Linked DNA regions of Pan troglodytes: region 1 is linked to region 2. Evidence: chromatin contacts called from public HiChIP or PLAC-seq data. All regions are on one chromosome and are shown on one strand. The core of a region is the stretch at or near the end of the contact, and the rest is flanking DNA. Distances in the headings are between cores, read along the strand shown.

Region 1 (7,330 bases), core at 1,012-3,511, 340 kb after region 2:
GGTGTCGCCAGCCCCTCCTGCCACTTCCTCCTCCTCCTCTCCCTCAGAGAGGAGGTCACAGATCTGTTGCTGCAGCTCTGGGCTAATGCTGTTCTCAGCCAACACCAGGCTCCGCAAAGCTGTGGGGTAATTTTCTACCATGTCCAGCAGGGTCTGAAGTGGGGAAGAATATGGAAAAGGATGAACACAGTTAAGGCAGGTCCTCAGACCCCAACCTGCCACGCCTTAGGTATGTCATCAGACACATAAGCTAACCTCCACCCCATCCCCTGGCCGTGCCCAAACATGACGACTTCCCACCTGAGCTGACTGGTTGGTGAGCCCTGTGCCCTCCAAGTCTAGCACCTCTAGGGTACGACTAGAGGCCACAGCTACAGCCAGCATTCCTGCCACATGGTCACCTGGGGAGACAACACACGTGCACACATTCATACACATGCCTGCTAATCCTTACAGATAGCTTCCCCATTGCCTTAACAACTTTAGATACTAATCCCTGGCCAAGGAAACATGGACAATTGGTGGTGGTCAGGAAGGGATCATTGTGATTGGTGAGTGAAGGCACGAAGCAAGTTAGGCCCACGGGTGGTGACTGATGCTTTGATCTATTTATTGGTCACCTGGTCCTCCACAAAGCTATCTCCTTGACCCCTGGGGGCTCGCCTTTCTCTTCCCTCTCCCAGTGTACGGGTTACCATGTCAACTGTTGGTCCCAGGCTCTTGGATAGGGCATGAAGCAGTGACAGCCCAAGGGGGTATTCTTGAGCCTCACCCAGGGGGTTGTAATCCAGATTGAGGACGCGGACCTGGGAGCTGTGGGCCACGGCAATGGCGAGGCGGCTCCAGCCCTTAGGGGTGATGCCAGGGTTGGCACTCAGCGTTAGCTCCTTCAAGCCTGGGCAGCATCATAGCAAGAAACCAGAATAGGGAGGGTTAAGCCCTCCTCCAGCCCTTCCCCACCATCCCTGAGTCTCTGGGGTGTCCCTAGTGGCTGGGCACCACCTTACCCCCACCATAGAGGTCAAGAGCCATTAAGGAGGCCCATGCTTCCTCTGCCTGCCCCAGCCTGGATTCCTGAGTCTCCATGCTGCCCCCCGTCCTGCCCCTTCCTGAGAGGAGTAGAAAGATGTTCTCACCCACATCATCAGAGCTCTGGGGCCACACCCCCTTCCCTCTGCATTTCGATTTTCATCACTGCCACACTAGCCCAAGCCCTCAACAGGGTCCTGCTCACCAGATTTGGCCCCATCTGGGGGCAGGAGGCCACAGATGAGGTTGATGGCTTCATCACCCAGCATGCAGTCCCCCAGGTCCAGAGCCACGAGGGCAGGGTGGAGGGCCAGGGCTGGGTTCAGCAAGGCCAGCCCCGCATCTGTCAGGGGGCTCCCATGCAGGCTGGAGGAGAGTGAGAGAGCAGGGTTACTGCAGTCCTCGGCCCTATCTACATGGGAAAGGGACACTTTCACTTCTGTCAGCCCTAGGTATGGGGAGGGCACTCAGTCACAGCACTTGAGGGGCCTGGAAAAGGAGAAGGAAAGTTCTAGATTCTCAGGGAATACAGATAGAGGGAGAATTCGGTTTGTTTTCTGGGGCAGGGATCCAGGACATTGCACAGGGAGGGGCAGAGAAGGGGTGGGTGGGTGGTGGACCGGAACTCTGCAGTGGGCAGGGCTCTCGTCCCCACGGGGATATTCCCCCTTGGGAACCGAGGAGCTGCCCCAGTGAAGTAAATGCAGATGATTAGGTGGGGAGGTACGGCCCCCACCTCATGTCAGGAAGTGGTGGGTATCCCAACACGGGTAGGGTCGCGCGTGCAAAGTCCAAGCATGTGCTTGGAGGGTGCTGTGAAGGCATGGGCCGAGGCACTGTGTATGTGCATAAGGCATGTGAAGGTAGTATGGTACTGGAAGGAGTGTGGAGGAACAGGAGGTGCCAGGGGTGTATGGAAGGGTGCAGTGCCCGGGACCCCCTTGCGAGGGGGCGCACTCACAAGAGGGACTGGATGGAGCGGTTGGTCCGCAGAGCCTCAGCCAGCTGCTTGATGCGGCTGGGGCTGGACACGACGCCCAGGTTAAGGTTGAGCTGCGCCAGGGACGTGGCCCCGGCCAGGGCCCGGCAGATGCGGCCAAAGTCGCGGTCGCAGAGGCGGCAGCCGCGCAGTGAGAGCAGGCGCACGGCGTTGTCGCGAAGGCCGCGGCAGATGTCCCGCACCTCGGCGCCGGACAGCGGCTCCCCCGAAATCTGGATGGAGCTGGGCAGCATCGTGCCCACGGCTGGGCCTCCGGGTACGGGGCCGGAACGGAGGTTGGTGGGGCCGCGGGCGGGGCCGGGGATAGGGCCGGGGTCGGGGCCCCGGCAGGGGTCGCGGGCGGAGTGGGGCCGGGGGTGGAGGCGGCGGCTGTGGCGGAGGCTGCGGCTGCGGCGGAGGCTGCGGCGGGGGCGGAGAAGAGCTACCGGGACTGAGCCGGAGCCGGCCAGAGGTGCGGAGGCGTCCAGGGCGCGGGCCGGGCTGAAGTGGGGCGGCGCTGGGGCGGGGGCGGCCCGCACGGTCCGTGTCTGGGCGTTGGGGCGGGTGCGCGTTCCGGGGGTTGGGCAGGCGCTGCTCGGCGCTTGTCCTTGTCCCTCGCGGTCGCGGCGGCGGCGGCGGCAGCGGCAGCGAGTGGCTCAAGGGCTTCGGCTTACCGGTCTCGGTTAGGAGGCCGTACCCGCTCCCTAGTTCTCTGCTGCCCGGCTCCCCCCGACCACCCCGCGGGCCTGGCCGCACGGCTGGCAGAGAGAGCCTGAGGCGGGCGCCTGGCGGCAGCTCCGGCTCCAGCTCCAGAGAGCGAGCGGGCGGCGAGTTCCCATGGCAACGGCCGCGTCACCGCCGCTCGCCCCGCCCCCTGCCCGGCTAAGGCCACGCCGGCCCGCGAGGTTCGCGTACACTGGGTGGTTCGGGGCAAGGAGCTGGGAGCGATAGGCCGCTCTTCCCTTGGGAGTGGGGTCAGCCAGCTGGCAGAAGGAAGGCGGCAGGGCTGAGTGGGTAGGGCTGACGGGGAGCGGAATGGAGGCACGCCCCGTGGAGATGGCGTTGGGCACGGTTACTGGTGCTTCTGCCCATTCTTCCATCCTTTCCCGTTCCTAAGGTCCATACCCCCGCCGGAATCCAGGGCACTGTTCCCTCCTATTTGGAAGGCCCCAGGGCCCTTTCATCCGCGCCGCGCCTCGCCCCCGCCCCCCTGACTCGAGGCGCAGCGTGCGTGGTGATCCCGGCCCATGGGGACTTCCCCGCTTGCTCCTCGCCAAGATGGCGGCCTCATCAGGGAGGCCCCAGGGACCACGGCTGGGCAGAGCCAGCTTGAGCTGCTGGGGAGAAGGGTACCCCATAGGGTCCCTAGGGCAGGGGAGCCTCAGATAGATGCAAGGTCCTGGTGCCACACCTTCTCAGGTACGCAGGGCACTGTTGACATCTGAGGGTGTGTCCATGCCGCGAGACTGGGGCAGCCAATACAAAGAAGGTGCCAGGGCCAGGGCCCTGGAGCACTGGTGAGGACATGAAGGCGGCTGAGCCACACTGCACGGTGCAGGCGGTGCTGTCTCAACTTTGTCCTCTGGCCAGGGTGGTGGGGGACTCACTTGTGTAACGCAGGACAAATGAAGGGCACCTCTGTTAGTCCCTTTGTTAGGAGGAATAGATGCTGCTGACCCAGATTTACTAGTGTTAAGAAGATTATTTTACATAAAATATAATATTCAATATAGTGAAGGGAGGTCAAAGGCCCTATTCCCACTCTTAGCCACCTGAATTAACTTATTAAGTGGAGCAGATTAAAGAAGTGGTGGGGGTGGATGGTGCTATGTTAGGAGTGGTGGTTGGTTTTAAGAGGAAAGACAGAAGAACTAAAAGGAGCTGGCCCCAGTACCACCAGGGCAAAGCCAAATTTGGCTTCAATTAAGAGCTCCATAGGAAAATTATCAACACAATGCCCAGGTGCAGAAGATCCTTGTTTTGACACAGGGTTTAAGTCGGGATGTTTTGTCCAATTGTCACTGCTTCCTTGGCTTCCCAAGAGTGCAGCTGAGCCCAGACTCAAGCTGGCTGCAGTGTTCCATCAGGCTTATGGCTTTTGTGCTTGAGGCCTCCCTGCCGCTTCATGGGTCAGGTGTCATATTCAATCACTGCCTTCTATGTAGTCTGGCCTGTCCCACCTTTATCCTGCCTGAGTGAGGATATGAAGAAGGGAACATATGACATTACCATTGTTGACTGAGCAGGAAAGTATATAGGAAGTGGGATGACAGGGAGGACCACTGGATCAGCCGCTGCAGTTCCAGACTTCAATCAACATTTTAATTACCAAGTCTATATTTAGCAAGACAATGTGGGAGAGATAAAGAGGAAGGAAGGGGTAGGTGGTGAGGGGTTCTCAAAGGAGCTGACCCATTTTCTGCATTGGCTGCAGAGCCTTGCAGTCCTGGCCAGGAGTTCTTGGCCTTGTGCCTTTCAGAAGTGCCGACAGGCATCAAGGAGGTACTTACGCAGCTACAGCTCAGTGGCAGCTGCAAACCCCATCTACGAAACATGTCATCAGGACTGTCCTTTAATAGTCTTCCTCCTCTCTGCAGCTGCGGGAAAGAGGACTGGCCAAGAATTTCAGGTGGGGTCAGTGTGACTGCAGGGTCACCGCAACAGCTTTGGCTGTGGCGTTGAGGACGGTGGTGGGAAGCCGAGCAGCAGGGAGCATGGCAGGGATGTCTCTGGGGACCCTCTGGATGGGCGGGATGTTGGGGCCCTCCAGTGTGTCCAGGATCCCTGGAAGGAAGATGGAAGGTGAGCGAGGGTCAGATGGGCCCAGCCCACCGGCCATCATATCTAGCTTCTTGCTCTAGGCAGCTGCTTTCCCATTCTCCCCCACCCAGACCTTCCTGCCACTTACCCTCTACCACTTTGTGGTAGGCAAAATGCAGATAGAGCAGGAAGAGCATGTGTAGGGCAGCCAGGGTGCCACAGAGGAGCAGCCGCTGTGTGGGGCCCACGGTCCGAGACACCAACACTGCTACCTAGGGCCATGAGAATACAGCTCAAAGGGCCTGGCTCCAAAGTGAGGAGTGGGGACAAGACACCCCCACCCAGGGCAGAACCATCTTTGGGCTCTTCCCTCCCATTTAGGGCTCTTTGTGAGATGGACAGCTCCAGGCTGTCTTCCCCAACTCCCTGGGAGGACAGCCCACCCCTGGAAGCCTCTTGCCCAGCTTACCATGCGCAGTGTGGACAGTCCACCCACCAACAGCCAGAAGAGGTAGAAGAGGGCGTGGAGGTGGATATTATAGGTGATGAACAGGACAATGCAGTGCCCAAAGAGGCCATAGCCCTGGGAAGGAGGATGGTGGAGAGGAAAATCATTCAGGTTGGGCTGCTTTCTGGCCCCTCATGGGGACCCTGGGAAACACATGGTCCATTGGCCTACTCCTCCCATTCCAGGCTTTGGGGCCCCAGGACAGATGCCGACCAAGGCCTGGCTACTCTTTTTAACATCACTCTTGCCCACCACACCTGGCTCCTTACCAGCAGTGCCAACATCTGCAGCATGGTGATCTGGGCGTTGCACAGGTAGGCAAGGAAGTAAATGAAGGATGAGACTCCCAGCCAGTAGCCGAAGCAGGTGCCAATGGCTGTGCCCATCAGGGTGCCCTCCCGCTGTGGGGTGAAGGCTCTATTTAGTCCTAGGAGGCCTCTGATCTCAGCCTCACCTAGGGCCTTCCGCAGGGGCTGTTCCTGTCTCACTCCACCATCGTACCTCAGGCAGCTTTCAACCTAGTGCAGCCACCCCCCCAAAGTTGTCTGTCCTGCTTACGATAATAGTGTCAGACGTCTTCATCCCATGGAGTAGGATAGCAACCAGAGTGAAGACCAGCATGAGAGGTCCATAGAGTTCACCTGCAATTTTCTGTCAATATACCAATTCATTCAGGCTGGAGGGTACAACAGCTCATCTGTTTATGGCTTCCCAGGATTTGCCTGGTGGTCCCACCCTCTGCCCTGGTGCTTCCCCCGGCTCTCCAGACATGCCACCCTCTATTCACCTGGGGGAAGTTGACCATCTTGATAGGGATCATGGACTCCAGGAGCCTGGGAGAGGAGAGGAGAGATTAAAGCAAAGGCAGCACAAGGCCATGAGGTTCTGGAGGGCAAGGCCTGAACTTTATTCATCTCTAACTCCAGGGAATGGGGCCTGGCCTAGAAGACATGTTGGATGACACGGCAGAACAGGGTAGTAAAGACAGATAGGGAATGAGGAAATCATTTCCTTGCCCCTAAAGTTACTTCCAGGAAGGACAACCCTCTGAAACTTAGCTGACTGAAACAGCAGCTATATGGAGAACTCAGCCCTACTGGGCCTTGAAGGAGGGCCCGACCATGTATCCGTCTGCCCCCTCCCCTTGAAAAGACAGGCAGGCTGGGCGTGGTGGCTCACGCCTGTAATCCCAGCACTTTGGGAGGCCGAGGCAGGCAGATCACAAGGTCAGGAGTTTGAGGCCAGCCTGGCCAATATGGTGAAACCCTGTCTCTACGAAAAATACAAAAAATTAGCTGGGCATGGTGGCGGGCGCCTGTAGTCCCAGCTACTCAGGAGGCTGAGGCAGGAGAATTGCTTGAACCCGGGAAGCGGAGGTTGCAGTGAACCAAGATCGTGCCACTGCACTCCAGCCTGGGTGACAGAGTGCGACTCCATCTCAAAACAAAACAAAACAAAGACACGACAAGACAGGCAGACCTCAGCAGAGAGTACCCAGAATTCAGGGCTGTAATGAGGAAGCCCTGGGAAAAGTCTAGCCGGCTAGATGGAAAGTTTAGAATGAAAGGTGTTACTGAGGAAATAGTAAAAACGCCTCCTCTTCCTGCTTATCTGTGCCTCCAGGCACTTTCGAGTACTTTCTTGAAAAATATATGTGAAGTGGTATGAAAATTTAGTCACTTCCCTCTTCTCTCAAGTGGCTAGCTCCTAATCATACCTGGGATTTTAGCTAGATTTTACTTCCTCTGGGAAACTTGTCCTGTCCCACCCACCAACCTGCTTTGGCTCACATATCCCTCCTGTGTGCCCCATCATAGAATGAGTACTGTACTGTAACTGCACTCAAGAGCAAGGCTCCCATCTATCTTCACCACTGAACCAGATACGATTAGTTTAGCGTCTGGCACAGAGCAAATGCTTAATAAATACTTGCTGAGTGGTCCTGGGTATTTGATTAGCATTGATTAAAGGATGAACAAAAAAACCAAGCCAGGATTAAATCTAGTTCTTGAAAAGTCACTCAAAAACTATGCCCTGATATTTTGATTCTGAGA
Region 2 (6,903 bases), core at 295-2,794:
AGTTCGAAACCAGTCTGGGCAACATGGCAAAACCCCATCTCTACAAAAAATACAAAAATTAGGCCAGAGTGGTGGCGCGCACCTGTAGTTCCAGCTACGTGAGAGGCGGAGGTGGGAGAATCGCTTGAACCCGGGAGGCAGAGGTTGCAATGAGCTCAGATCGCGCCACTGCACTCCAGGTTGGGCGACAGAGCGATACCCTGTCTGAAACTTTTTTTTTTTCTCCAACGGGCTTTCCAGAGAAGTGTGTGTATGTGCGTGTGTGTGCGCGAGCGTGCTTGCTTGGGCTTAAACTTTCTGTCGGGCCACACTTTCCCAAGTCTTTGCACTGGCTGTAGGGTGGGCTTTATCCTCGGGACGTCCTCCTCCCCAAGTCCAGCCTGCAGCTGGAAGTCTTCACTGATCTCCGTCTCTCCTCCCTGCCCGCCTCAGGACTGGGAGGCCGATCTCTGTCTCTCGCCCTCCCCTCCACCAGCCTTTTCCAGATGTATGTCTGCTAAAGACCCCCCAGTGCAGAGGATGATGAATGAAGATCCTCGAGCCAGCCCGGTGGGAAAGTTTCGTCGCCTACAAAAGCGAGGGAAAGGGAAGGGAAGTTGGGGGGAGGGGAAAAGTTAGAGCTGAGCGGCTGGGGCGCGACGAGTCTGGACACCGGGGACCCAAGCTCTCTCCGCTCAGCCAATAACTGTGCCTCCCTTAGGAAGGCGTGAGGAAATGCTCCAATCAATCCCTGCACTCCTCCCTTGGAATTTGGGCTGTATTTTTTTATTTACTGCAAACCCCACAATCCACCCAGGGGTTTCCCCAGTGTATGCCTCCAGCGGTCCCGGTGCCCATTTACTAGTGCTGCTCCCTCTCTTCCGCAAGACTGCGCTCCAGTCCCAGCCTCCTTCTCCGCGGGTGCCTCCCAAACCGTTCTATCATTCTCGGGTTCAGGGAGGCGGGATCGTGCCTGTTCTCCGGTTCCTTTAAGAGGCGTCGGCTCCACCCCTCTCAGAGTCGCGGTCTGACGCGAGATGACAGCAACGAGTTCGGTATGTCTATGCAAATAAGCGCCCTCTTGTGGGCCAATGGGGAGCGGAGGTGCCGGAACCACGGACCAATGGGGCGGGGGCGCTGGGGCTCACCATATAAGGAGCGGCCTCGCCATAAAAGGAAACATTGTATCTCTTTATATGGGGGGAAGGGTCGGGGGATCCCTCCGCCGCCAGCGCGTGGTCCCGGCCCCCTCCACCCGCCGTCTCGGCCGCGGCCAGCAGCCCCTGCCCCCCGGGGGACGCTGACGGCCGCCCGGCGCGCCGCCCTAGCAGACGGACAGGGGGCGCTGCGCGCGGCCTGGGGCAACCCGGGCCACAGGGGCAGGAAAGTGAGGGCCCAGGTCGGCCCGGGCGTGCAGGGGCCCCGGGTTCGCAGCGGCGGCCGCGGCAGCGATAGCGGCACTAGCAGCAGCGGGAGTGCCGGGTTGAGCCGGGAAGCCGATGGCGGCGGCTGCGGCGGCTCCGATTCCTCGCTGACTGCCCGTCCGCCCTCCTGCATCGAGCGCCATGTTACCGAGCCAAGCTGGGGCCGCGGCGGCTCTGGGCCGGGGCTCGGCCCTGGGGGGCAGCCTGAACCGGACCCCGACGGGGCGGCCGGGCGGCGGCGGCGGGACACGCGGGGCTAACGGGGGCCGGGTCCCCGGGAATGGCGCGGGGCTCGGGCCCGGCCGCCTGGAGCGGGAGGCTGCGGCAGCGGCGGCAACCACCCCGGCGCCCACCGCGGGGGCCCTCTACAGCGGCAGCGAGGGCGACTCGGAGTCGGGCGAGGAGGAGGAGCTGGGCGCCGAGCGGCGCGGCCTGAAGCGGAGCCTGAGCGAGATGGAGATCGGTATGGTGGTCGGTGGGCCCGAGGCGTCGGCAGCGGCCACCGGGGGCTACGGGCCGGTGAGCGGCGCGGTGAGCGGGGCCAAGCCGGGTAAGAAGACCCGGGGCCGCGTGAAGATCAAGATGGAGTTCATCGACAACAAGCTGCGGCGCTACACGACCTTCAGCAAGAGGAAGACGGGCATCATGAAGAAGGTACCAAGCCGGGGGGCTGGCCGGCCCCGGGGCCCGGTTGGGGTGGGGATGTGCAAAGGGAGCCCGGGAGGACCGCAGAGCCGAGGCGGAGGTGAGAGGCTGCGAGTCCGTAGGAGGTGTGTGGGAGGGGATGGCTCCTGCCCGGGGAGGGCCGAAGGGGAGGGGCCGCCGGGGAAATGTGGGGAGAGGGGAGATCCCGCGAACGCTCGCAACCGTGGGGAAAGGCGCAGAGGTGGGAGTGACCGGCGCAAGAGAGGAAGAGGGCCCTTGCTGAGTGAAGGGGTGAGGAGCGGTGATGGGAGGCTACGAGGCTGCCGGGGAGGTGGATAATGAGAACCCGGGATCAGTAGGTCCAGTGCACTCCGGTGTTCGGACGAGGGCGCCGGAAAAGCAGGGAGCAAACGAGAAGGTATGGAGGTGAGGAGGCTGGAGCTGCATGACAACAATGAGCGAGCATGTGTGGGAGGAAGTGGGCACCACGAGAGTAGTGCTGGTTGGAAGGACAGGCAGGGTTAGGGACCAGGTAAGGGAGCGGGGCAGGAGAACTGGTGCTGCCCTGAGCAGCAGGAACCTAGTCCTGCGCCGGCCGTGAGTCTTCCATGGCATCCACTGGGAACCACATGCTCCTGGCAGGACCCGCTGCAGAATCTCCTGCCGTTAGGACAAGTGGGGTTTCCAGCCCTAGGGAGAATCTATGCTTGGATGGGGTTTGGGAGAAGTCAGGGAGGCTTGCAGAGGTACCTAGGAATTCCTCTTCTGCCAGCCAGTGAAAAGTGTTGAGGAAAGGAGTCATTTTGGGGTGTAGACGTTAAGGGAAGAGATGAAAGCAGAGAAACTGGGAGACAAGGAGCTGGATCCTTGGGAACACTGGCTGGTGTTTATTTCTGTCCCATGTAGAAACCAGAGCTGCTTCCAAGGTGTTTTGCAGAACTTTGTTGGGAGAGTATGGCATCTATGGGGCCATCCTTGAAGGTCCCCTTCCTGGGCTCATGGCAGGATGTTTAGTGCTAATCTAGGTCTCGTCTCCCATCACTCCAGACACTGTTGTATCAGTGTCCCTTGTCACTTGATCATCAGTGGAGAAGATTGTGGGGGGAGGTAATTAAGGAAAACTCTCTTCTCTCCTTCCATAACCTTCTTCCCAAGACAAAGGAGTAAGGGCAGTAAAGTATTACAGGGCAAAAGGAGAAACTAGGCTGTGGCAACAAGTTGGAGCCTGTGCAGTTTCTGGAAAAAAACATGGGACAGTTGGAGCTTAAATGGTCCATTATCACTAATGTCTTGTACAAATTCCAGTGTGATAGGTAGGGATCCATCGTGGTCCCTGTGACAGTGAGAAGGGGTGAGGCTCTGGGACATTCCAGGCACTAAGCTGTGTTGGGAAGCAGCTAGCTGGGTCCTTCGTATCCCCTGAAGTTATATGTTCCATCACTGGGGGCTGTTACTGTTTGCTTGGGGTATCTTCAGGTCAATGGGGCTGCTCCTCAAAGGAGGAGCATGGGTAGTTTTGCTGCTTCCAGAGATCCTGATAGGACACCCTTCCCTCAGAGTCATTAGAGACGAAGGTCATTATGGGAATGGGGGAATGACATCACTGTATAATTCTTTTTCCAACTTCTCAAGGAAGGTAGAGATAAAAAGTTTGCTGACCTGCCCATCTCCCTCCTCACCCCTCAGGCCTATGAGCTGTCCACGCTGACAGGGACACAGGTGCTGTTGCTGGTGGCCAGTGAGACAGGCCATGTGTATACCTTTGCCACCCGAAAACTGCAGCCCATGATCACCAGTGAGACCGGCAAGGCACTGATTCAGACCTGCCTCAACTCGCCAGACTCTCCACCCCGTTCAGACCCCACAACAGACCAGAGAATGAGTGCCACTGGCTTTGAAGAGACAGATCTCACCTACCAGGTGTCGGAGTCTGACAGCAGTGGGGAGACCAAGGTGTGTTTGGGTTGCCTATGTGAGAGGAGGGAAGGGAGCGGGGTCCCTCTCCCTTTCTGGCCCAGGACAGGTGGATAGGTGCCCACCGATGTGGAGTGGAGCCGGATTAACGACCCTCGTCCTAGGGGACAGGTGTCCATCCTCGCTTTCCTGATAGAAGACCGCCCCCCTAGATAAGCGGGCGGCCTCCGTGCCCATATAAGGCCGGCTTGGGCTCCACGCCGGCCTCCCGCCCGCAGCCCGCCTGCCTGGCAGGGCCTTTGCATTCCTCCCGCCAGCTGTCTCCCCGCTAGGGGCGGGGGTGTAGCTTAGCCCGGCCCTCCGGGCTGGGTCGCCAGGGAGTAGAAAGGGAGCACTCCGGTCCCGGGGTCCTGGGAATCCAGCACTCTTGGCAGGCGGGCTGGTTGACTGGGCCGGGGACTACCTTACAAGCCAGCCGCTGCCCTTTCAGGGTGTTGGGGGCCTGGGCAGTTAGGGAGCGCATTTGCCTGCTGCTAGGGATGCCTGCGCTGTTACTCCTCCCCCTTCCTTTTCCCGGTAAGGAGAGGGGGTGGGGCTTCCTCTCTTGCTGTCTGGGGAGCTCCACCTTCCGGGTGGCACTTAACTGACTGGCCAATGGGAGGAAGCGGCACTGTTTGCCTTAGCAACGCCTCTGCCAATCAAGGGTCTTGGGCCCAGCTGCTTAGCAAACGTCTCGTGCTGACCCACCCCGCAGCCTTTGAGCCTCTGGTTGACTCAATTCGGGTCTGGGCTTGGTGGCTTGGTTCTCAGTTTCCTTCTTCCCCTTCTAAGAACGAAGTCTTCCTTAGGGGAGAGTCAGTGCTGTAGGCTACCTCCTCTCTTAGTGGCATATCATCTGTAATAATTTTTAAACTTTTATAACAGTAGGGCTCATTTATTCCCAGGAAATTTTGTTGGATGAGTACATTCTTTTGGTAGTTTACATCTTGGGTGTTTGACATATAGTGTGTCATTGCCAGATTCTCAAGATCTCTCTCAAACTCTTAAGTTCCCTGAGAAACTCAGTTCCTATCTCAGAAGCCTGACAAATTAGAGCTGGAAGAACTCTTTGAAAGAAAACGTAGTAGCCCAGCCCCCTCATGCTTATAGAAGAGGAAAACCGAGGTTCAGAAAAGGGGAGTGGTTATTTCAGGGTCACTTAGATGGTCATTACCAGAGCTAGGAACAGACCTTGGTGTCCTGACTCCCCAGCCAATGGGATTACCACAGTCCGCTGGAGCAGAGAACTCAGGGGATTATAATAATGACAATGATAATAATTATCATAAGAGCAAAAAATATTTATTTTGGTTTTTTTATGTGCCAGGTAGTGTTTTCTAAGTGATTTACATATGCTAACCTACTTAATCCTTACAGCAACCTAGGGGGTAGGTATTATCCTCCTTTTACCGATAGAAAACTGTAGCTCAGTAGATCAATAACTTACCTAAGAGTCAGGCATCAGGTAAATGGTGGCGTTGGGATTTGAACCCAAGCTCACTGGTTTCAGTCTGGGTTCTCAGTCCACACAAAGCTTCTGCAAAGGCAGGATCTGGTAGAGGCTCATTGCTTCATCTTTACTCTGGGTATAGGACACACTGAAGCCGGCGTTCACAGTCACCAACCTGCCGGGTACAACTTCCACCATCCAAACAGCACCTAGCACCTCTACCACCATGCAAGTCAGCAGCGGCCCCTCCTTTCCCATCACCAACTACCTGGCACCAGTGTCTGCTAGTGTCAGCCCCAGTGCTGTCAGCAGTGCCAATGGGACTGTGCTGAAGAGTACAGGCAGCGGCCCTGTCTCCTCTGGGGGCCTTATGCAGCTGCCTACCAGCTTCACCCTCATGCCTGGTGAGTCACGAGGGGCAGGGAGAGATTCGTCCTTCCTGGGGCAAATCAAGCATGCTAAGAGTGTGTTTAGGGCTGGCACCAAGAGAACCTCTTTCCCTGCTCAGAAGGAAGGTGAATAGGGGCCAGAGCCTGAGAGAAGCCTCTTATATCCCGTTGGCAGGCATACCTCTGCCCACTGAGACCCCTGCTGTCCTTGTCAGTAAGTTTCAACCATATATTCTGGCCCTGTCTAGCTACCCCAGCCCCGTGCCCTCATTGCCACAGGGCAGTAGATGTTTCACCACTTCCTGCCTTGACTGGAAGGCAGATCATGTCTTTGATGGGTTATTGCCAGCTCTTGGGTCAACTGAAGAAAAGAGAGACAAGGCCCAGGGCAGGAGGAGGAGGGATGGGCAAGAGTAGAGCGTGGAAGCCCCCAGAGGGAAGACTCGGGCATGAAGGGCCTCTTTGGCTTCCAGGAAAGATAGTGATGGAAGTTGGGGACCACTGTGCCAGACCCTGGGACTGGGGTGTCCATGGGTACTTGGTGGAGGTGGCAATTGGGTGGGACAGAGCACAAATAAGACTCTGTGTCTTGCAGGTGGGACAGTGGCCCAGCAGGTCCCAGTGCAGGCCATTCAAGTGCACCAGGCCCCACAGCAAGCGTCTCCCTCCCGTGACAGCAGCACAGACCTCACGCAGACCTCCTCCAGCGGGACAGGTATAGCTCGCAGCCCTGTCACCCTCCCTCCCTGCCTTCCCCCACGAGGCCTAGCAGTAGGTGCCCAACAGTAACCCTCCTGTAACTAAAGTCAGGGGATTTCTTAAAGTGGAGATTGAGGCTTTGGGCCTAATAATTATGGGGAAGTCAGGTGAGGATGACTGGGTTTTGAATCCCGCCCTGCAGTGGGCAGCGGATTCCAGAAGAAAATTAGGGACCATTGACCTACCTCCTCATTCAGATGAGGAGCCTGAGGCCTAGAAATAAGAAGTTACTTGCTCAAAGACACATTTGCTTAATTATCAGGAAGGACTTAGAGAGCAATTTTCTCTTTGTGCGAGGGTCTTA

What was found. HiChIP or PLAC-seq counts read pairs in DNA pulled down with a chosen protein or histone mark.
Region 1: a contact with region 2 is called in an H3K4me3 HiChIP or PLAC-seq map of stem cell-derived excitatory neurons, with 7 times the contacts expected there. The contact joins the promoter of LRRC73 here to the promoter of SRF in region 2. A contact is called at or near these places in 1 of 7 Hi-C or Micro-C datasets (stem cell-derived neural progenitor cells) and 1 of 1 datasets of contacts at active chromatin or transcription factors (stem cell-derived excitatory neurons).

The regions. Positions count from the first base shown.
Region 1 is chr5:49,400,492-49,407,821 of NHGRI_mPanTro3-v2.0_pri, forward strand. LRRC73 (leucine rich repeat containing 73) reads right to left here and starts at 2,262. Exons shown (of 6, transcript XM_001138441.6): 1 at 1,991-2,262; 2 at 1,235-1,395; 3 at 773-895; 4 at 301-401; 5 at 1-153. The coding sequence starts at 2,262. It overlaps YIPF3 (Yip1 domain family member 3), which reads right to left. Exons shown (of 9, transcript XM_001138532.7): 4 at 6,064-6,109; 5 at 5,835-5,927; 6 at 5,546-5,677; 7 at 5,238-5,351; 8 at 4,917-5,040; 9 at 4,309-4,792. The coding sequence ends at 4,644. It also overlaps a transcript of POLR1C not described here.
Region 2 is chr5:49,064,016-49,070,918 of NHGRI_mPanTro3-v2.0_pri, forward strand. It overlaps SRF (serum response factor), which reads left to right and starts at 1,545. Exons shown (of 6, transcript XM_016955554.3): 1 at 1,545-2,057; 2 at 3,735-4,001; 3 at 5,594-5,855; 4 at 6,436-6,555. The coding sequence starts at 1,545.